Regions from separate parts of the Capsicum annuum genome. Here region 1 is linked to region 2. A link is a contact called in public Hi-C data. All regions are on one chromosome and are shown on one strand. The core of a region is the stretch at or near the end of the contact, and the rest is flanking DNA. Distances in the headings are between cores, read along the strand shown. Region 1 holds the start of LOC107877900 (protein TIFY 10A). Region 2 overlaps LOC107877898 (probable polygalacturonase).

What was found. A called contact is a pair of places that touch in the nucleus more often than the background predicts.
Region 1: a Hi-C map of bud shows a contact between it and region 2, with 2.3 times the contacts expected there. The contact joins the promoter of LOC107877900 here to the enhancer-like site in region 2. A contact is called at or near these places in 2 of 5 Hi-C or Micro-C datasets (bud and placenta).

Annotation. Positions count from the first base shown.
Region 1 is chr7:115,296,752-115,300,737 of UCD10Xv1.1, forward strand. LOC107877900 (protein TIFY 10A) reads left to right here and starts at 1,771. Exons shown (of 3, transcript XM_016724701.2): 1 at 1,771-2,144; 2 at 2,243-2,596; 3 at 2,764-3,160. The coding sequence starts at 1,994. The coding sequence ends at 2,948.
Region 2 is chr7:114,906,599-114,910,459 of UCD10Xv1.1, forward strand. LOC107877898 (probable polygalacturonase) reads left to right here. Exons shown (of 5, transcript XM_016724692.2): 4 at 5-158; 5 at 478-1,344. The coding sequence ends at 1,003. Among protein-coding and RNA genes, the nearest start is that of LOC107877898, 16 kb to the left of the region's middle. Within about 2 kb of position 1,318, at least 5 of the 5 cell types and tissues checked have an H3K27ac peak or open chromatin away from gene starts, as enhancers often do. A contact at or near this core is called in bud, where this site is marked.

The DNA.
Region 1 (3,986 bases), core at 521-3,020, 390 kb after region 2:
TAATTAACTATTTATATTTGTATTGTTCAATTTGTATTAATAAAATACAATTTGTATCAATGAATATAAATACAAGTGTTTGTAGAAAGAAATTTTTGTTTTTAATTATTTAAAAATACAAATGATGTTGTCAACTACAAATCAAAATACAAAAAAAAATTACAAATACAATATGTGGTCAATTTACAAATTCAAATATAAAATAGTTCTTTTAAAAATACATGTGCATCGATGAAAATAGAATACAAATACAAAGAAAATGAAACCACAAAATATAAATAAAATATGCAATCAACTATAAAATACAAATATAAAATAGTTCTTTAATATAAAAGTGCAATTTGTTTAAAATATAAATGATGATGAGAACTATGAAATACAAATACAAGCGTGAACTACAAAATACAAATTATAAAATACAAATACAAATATAAGCGCGAACTATAAAATACAAATACAATTTTATTAATGAATACAAAAATATAAATGATGGTGTGAACTATAAGCTACAAATACAAGTAGAATTACAAAATATAAATACAAATACGAACTAGAAAATATAAATATAAATACAAGCGAGAACTATAAAATACAAATACTATTGTATCAATGAATACAAAAATATAAATAATGGTACGAATACAAATGCAGTAAATGATTGTGGCATTTTTGTTATCACTCATGACTTGTAGTCGACATAGTCATATTTTTCGAAAACACAAAAATATAAAATTAAATAAGAGAAATAAAAATATTGAAAAAATAAAAAAATAAAAAGAAAGAGAAATACAAGCTATAGATACAATAGAGAAAAGAAAAAAAATAAAAAGAAAGAAATTAAAAAAAAAAAAAAGAAAAAAAAAAAAAAAAAAACCAAAAAAGAGGGGATATGAAAAAAAAAAAATAAGATAAAAATACCAAAAAATGAAAAAGAAAAAAAATCAAAAAGTAAAATAAATGAAAAAAAAAATGATGGTGAATACAATAATGATGAGCGATTCTAATGTGTCTGTCATCATGTACTCAATATAATTATATTTTTAGAAATATAAAAAAAATATATAATATAAACACAATATAAAAAATAAGAAAGAAAAAATAAAAAAAATAAAATTAAAAAGGAAATGAAAAAGCAAAAACAAATAAACAAAAAAAGGAAAAAGAAGAAGAAAGAGAAGTAGGGCTAGAGATAAAATTGAGGAAAAAAATAGAAATGAAAAAAAAAAAAAAAAGAGAATGAAAAGAAGAAAAAAATGAAAAAAAAAAGCTACAAATTATAATTTTAAAAGTTAAGCTAAAAACACTCTTTTAGTGAAATCTATGCTAGTTTTGTAAGTCTTCCATAAATATAAATATAAAAAAGATATTTTAAAAATTAAATAAGAAAGAATGATTTATTTTTTAAACTTGAAAGGATATTTAATTTTTAAAGCAATATCAGGGGTATAAACCATTGTCGGAAAATAAAAACAAAAGAAAAGGGTTAAAAGAGAGAAAGAAAAATAACAGCTATACAAAAATGGCAAAACGGTGTAAATAAACAGAGATTGAAGGGCAGTTGTTACAGGTGCAAAATAACAGGCTAATTGCAACACCACTTTTCTTAAGCGGAAACAACACGTGTTTGACATGCGAATTCCTTTTTCGGTTTAATTTTTAATTTAAACAATAACAAAATAATTTAAAATAAATAAATAAAATAAAAAAGAAAAAGTGGAGAAGCATAATCAACCTTTACAAACAGGGAAACAACACGTTTTCTTTTAATATAAAGTAATTAAAGTCTCCATATATTCCTCGTGCTTAACCCACCCCACCCCCACTCATACCTCACGTCCACTTCCGTGTTTGAATTGAAATATATATACATGTGCTTTTAACCTGTAGTCCTCAACTTTACTTTCGTTCAACAAGAAGAAAGAAGAAAGAAGAAGAAAGAAGAAAGAGAAGAAGATCTTTAGTGTTTTTCGAGTGATAAGAAAAGTATTTAGTAATGGCTTCATCAGAGATTGTGGATTCTGGCAAATTGGCTGGTCAGAGATCGCATTTCTCTCATACGTGTAGCTTGTTGAGCCAATACTTGAAAGAGAAGGGTTCTTTGGGAGATCTTTATCTTGGTATTAGCCGCAATTTTGATTCAACTGGTATGCATGATTTTTGAATTTTGTCTAGAGTGTTAATTTGGAGTTATTCTGTATTTAATTTAATTGCTAATAAATGAGCTATAAATTTGTTTCAACAGGCTCTGCTACTATGGATTTGCTTCCAATGATTGAGAAATCGGCAGCAACGAATACTCAGAAATCGATGAATCTGTTCCTTCAAGGTGCAACCAAGGCTGAATCGAGTATTGATAAATCACAGATGACCATATTTTATGCAGGTCAAGTTATTGTTTTCAATGATTTTCCGGCAGATAAAGCTAAGGAAATCATGCTTATGGCTAGTAACAACGCCAACAATACACAAAATCCAATCAACAAACAAGCGGAATCTACTGTTGATTTGGTTACCCCTGCTGTTAACATTGTCCCGCCCAGTTTAGCCAACACTTCCATCCAGGAACATCAAATGACTTCTCAGCCTATTGTTTCTGGTAATAATTTTCCCCATCCTTATACGTGGCTGGCGAAGTGAGAAATTTCATTAAGAATGTTCAAATTTAATATAAAAATATTTTTTGACTTATATGTTTCGCAGGTATAATATTTCAACGAGGAGGGTTTCAACTGGCCTAACTTCCATGTTTTTTTTTTCTTGCAGATTTACCAATTGCCAGAAGAGCTTCACTTACAAGGTTCTTAGAGAAAAGAAAAGATAGGCTGACTGCAAAAGTACCATATCAAACAAGCACCCCTCATAAACACACAGCTAATCCTAAGAAGGAAGAAAACAAGGCATGGCTGGGATTGGGTGCTCAGTTTCCTGTGAAAACTGAGCAATACTAGTACTTAGTTTTGTAGAGGATAATACTACTACAATTCCAAGTTTAATCTTGGCTTTCAACTCTCATTGAACCCACTTAGATCTGACTACTATTCCCTATTATTAATAATACATTTCTGTAATTAATTAAAACCATATATGGTTTTTATCTGCCCTTGTAGGTATTCAAATCATCGTTTCTCAAGTTTTCATTTGTAATGGAATTTTACAACAATTTCTTTTGTGTATTCTTTTATATGTTTTTGGTGAAGATAGCTAATTCTTTATTTCTTTGCTTTTATCAGATGTTAACAGTGAAATTGAATAATTAAAACCAGATAGGCAGTAGAATCAGGGGAAACTGGAAAGAGGCATCGTTTGATTATGACTGATAATTTTTTTTTTTTAAATTATGATTGATAATGGTTTCTTGATAGGTGGTATTGGAATCAATTTTTGTGTATCTTGTTCCCCAAAGAATCTAATTCCCTTTTTTAACAAATAATAACTTTTTTCCTGGTCTTCTCCGCTAAATGGCCTTTACCTTTTACTATTTATCAATTGTTTAGCTTAAATTTTTATTTACTTTCTAATGATTACAAGTACTCTCTTTATTTTTAAATGAATGATTTTTGACACAATAATAAAACAAACATTTTTTAAAAAAATTATTACTATTTTTAATGCATGAAATTTTCAAGAGCTACTAATGGAAGAGTAGTGATAAGGCCTGCGCGTTGGGGTAAAAACAGAGGGAGTAGTAATATTCAATGAAGAACTTCATGTAAAATCGGTGAAAATAAGAGGGCAATTGAAATCCCGTTTACCGTAATAAATGATAATCCTTACCAAGGAAAATTTAAGAAGTAGAAAGAGGAAAAATAAATAAAGAGTAGGGTCACCTATGCGGCTAGAGAGAGAATAATAGGGCACGCGGTTTTGAAAACTGCAACGCGGAAGAGGGGCCTCATAAATGCCGGGAAAGACGACATGGGAAGCTAAATGCATCAACTCATAGACTTTTAAGTTTACTAGTTCAACCGTAATCTTTAATTATTTTA
Region 2 (3,861 bases), core at 68-2,567:
ACAGATTCCTGTGAAGATATGCTGATTGAGGACTGTTACATCAGTGTTGGTGATGATGGCATTGCAATAAAGAGTGGTTGGGATCAGTATGGCATTTCTTATGGACGGCCTTCAACAAATATAGTCATCCGAAATCTAGTAGTTCGTTCGATGGTCAGGTGAGGTTTCCATGTGCACCTACACTTGTTTTCATGACCTGGATGTTTCTGACAACGATTGCACCTATGACATTTTGACATATATAGCTGCCTGAGGAAGAAAATTATTAGTTTTTCTTGCTTTGGTATATTTTGGAAATTGTTCATTGCTGTTGATAATGCTAACCTACTGATACTTAGCAACTTTGGTTTGAAGAGATGTAACTTTTGTTTTCGTCTCGAGCCTTCGTAAAAGAATCTGGCAACATAGTACATTAGTATCATAAAGAGCAGCACCATTTATATTACATGCGACTCACCATCATTGAACGATATGCAGTGCAGGCATATCGATAGGAAGTGAGATGTCTGGTGGGGTGTCAAATGTTACTGTGGAAAACGTACATGTCTGGAGCTCAAGGCGTGCTGTTCGCATCAAAACAGCAGCTGGCAGAGGAGGATATGTACGACACATAGCTTACAGGAACTTGACATTCGTAAACGTTAGGGTGGGGATCGTCATCAAGACAGATTACAACGAACATCCTGATGGGGAGTTTGATCCGAAAGCTGTACCAATACTAGAAGACATAAGCTACGTGTCAGTACACGGTGAGGGAGTTCGTGTCCCCGTTCGTATCCATGGAAATTCTGAAATTCCAGTGAAAAATGTTACTTTCAGAGATATGTCTGTTGGGATAACATACAAGAAGAAACACATATTCCAATGCTCTCATGTTCAAGGTCGTGTTATAGGTACTGTTTTCCCTGCTCCCTGTGAGAACCTTGACCTATATGATGAGCAAGGACATCTGATCCGACGTTCTGACTCTCTGAATGCATCGGACATAGATTACGACTTTTGAAATGGTTTCAGATATCCACATTTTCGTGGGCCAATTTTCATAGTGGCCAGCCACTGTTTTCTATGTCTTTGAAATGGTTTCAGATATCCACATTTTCGAGGGCCAATTTTCATAGTGGCCAGCCACTGTTTTCTATGTCTATATTGATAATTACTGAATGGAGGTGAGAGATGGTCACAATGTTCATTCAATTACTCTTGCCCAGTCAGTCATTTTCTAGTTTTTCGTTTTTTCTATACCTGTAACATTCCTTTCCCCGTACGTTGTACATAGAAGAATGAAGTATATCCTTATGTATTCAAATTCTTATGACATGTGAAAGCAGCTTGAAGTTTCCACTACACTCTTTCAATTTTTTATGGGACAATGATTGGTGTCAGCAGAGGGCAACTTGCTCCTGATAACGCGTTTTCTCATAGATATCAATGTATTTTACTCTTTATTTTAGAGCCCGTTTGGATAGGCTGAAAAAAAAAAAACGGCTTTTTTTTGAAACTTATTTTAATAATAATCAGTTACGTGTTTGATAAAGGTGCTAAAGATGAAAAAGAGTTGTAGATGTGTTTGGTAGACAATTGTTGTTAAGCATTTTCTTTTATTCAAAATGTCTGAAATACCCTTATAATTGTTAACATTATGATTACTATTAGATTTTTTTTAAAAAAAATAATTTAAACTAAAATTAATTTATATTTTAATTGAATTTCAGTATAAACTACTTAGTACATTTATTTTTTAAAAATATTTTCATGAATGAATAAGTTACTTGTGCTTCATTTTTCTTCTGAAAATTGAACTAAAGAGATTAAAAGAGGAGCAAAATCAGTTGTGCTATATGGATTCGTTTTTCTTTGTGAATTTTGCCACTAATTAACCCATTGTTGTTTTACGAGATTTTTTTTTCCTAAAAATTGAACCAAAAACACTCAAAAAGATTGTTTCGGCTAAATAGGTTTATTGATTTTCTATTTTTCTTCAAGAAAATTAAATAAAAGTCGCCCAAAAAGAAGTTGAATTGCTAACAATCCATTAAAGTTTGTTATTTCAGTTAAATGAAATCCCCAAAAAATAATTCTTCTTAATTCCTCATAAACTCCACAAACATCAAATTGCTAGCAACCCATTAAAAAAAGAAATAAAGACACAAAATGAAGAGGAAAATGTAACCTGAAGAGAGAAACACAAAAATAGAGACACAAAAATAGTAAAAGAGAACAAATATTTTTGGACAAATATGAGGGTAATTTTGAAATACTGTATGTGAGAATTATAAGAGACAAAGATGTCTTTTACTTGGTCAAACTAGAAAAGATTATAAGCCAAAAATAATTTTAAAAAAAAAGTGGGGGCTAAGGTACTTTTGGTTTTTGGCTTTAAAAAAAGTAATTTTTGACTTTTTTTAAGCAATTTTTAAAGTTGTCAATTGCTTCAAAAAGTTAAAAAATGGCTTAAAAGCAATTTTGACTAAATTTAAACCCATCCAAACACCCTTTTAATATCTTCTTCCTACTTTCCTTTTTAGTCTATTTAAAACCGAATGTCTTTTTCTCTTTTTAGCAATTCTTTAATTTGAGCGTTTCACATGGTATATTTAAAATCACAAGATTAAAGAACATTTTGATATATTTGACATATTTTTAATTTTAAGGCCATCGGATCTAAAAGTTCTTTTTTAACATTTTAAACTCTTATCAAATCAAAATATGTCAAAGTCGGGCATTTTGTAGCTTGAAGTGCAAATGGGATTGAGCTGCAAGTCCAAGTTGGAGCCTCTCTTAGAAGGCGTTTGACCATAAAAAATATTAAAAAATAGCTTTATTTGAAAATTTTAAAATTGAAGTTGAAATTGTATTTAAAAGTTTTAAAATTGAGGTTGAAATTGTGTTTCAGCATAGTTTTTGTACTTGATGTATAGAATTTAAAATAAATATAAAATACGATTTGAACATGAAATATAATTCAACAACAACAACATACCCAGTGTATTCTCACATAATGGGGGGTCTGGATGGTAGTTGTCACGATTCAAACCAGGGCTTGATCGTGACGGGTATCTCAAATCTCATGTGCATTGGAGATCACCCCCTTCACCTAACCGAGCCAACACCACATCCTCAAATATTGGATGAATTCCGAACCTAAAAAAGATAGCGCATAATGAAAGTAATGATAATTCATAATATGTCTATTCTAACCACCGGTAATAGAACAACCGTCCATCACCAAAACGATCAATCGAATCACCCAATCCATAGTAGTTCGTCAAAGCCTCTACAAAACCGAAGGTCAATAAAATGTTGAGACATGTTCCCAACAATAGCCAAAATCAATATCCAAAAGATAGTCAAAACATAAAAAAAGAAACCACAATATGAACTTGGGTCTTCCGAAGGATAGAAGCTCACCACTTCAATCTGACTCACTAGCTGATCCCGAATTCAAGTCATTGAGCAAGAGATGTGGAAGTATGGCCAGTTCTTGCATCGAGTGGGGATATAGCGTCTGAAGACGGTTAGTGGTTGGAGCGCCAGCATGTAACTCAGGGATACAACAACAACAACAACAAACCCAGTGTATTTCCACCTAGTGGGGTCTGGGGGGGGGGGGTAAGATGTACGCAGTCCATACCTCTACCTCTGATGAAGTAGAAAGGCTGTTTCCGATAGACCCCTGGCTCAAGACACGAGATACCACACAAACACATAGTAAAGCACAGAAGCAGATTACATAACATAAATACGGCACCCATAAGTAATATAAAACAGAGGAAAGCACATAAAACATGGAACACGGAAGACGGAATCATAACAGGAATAAAACCCCCACCAAGTAATTTCCTACACTAGCGACCCAAACTG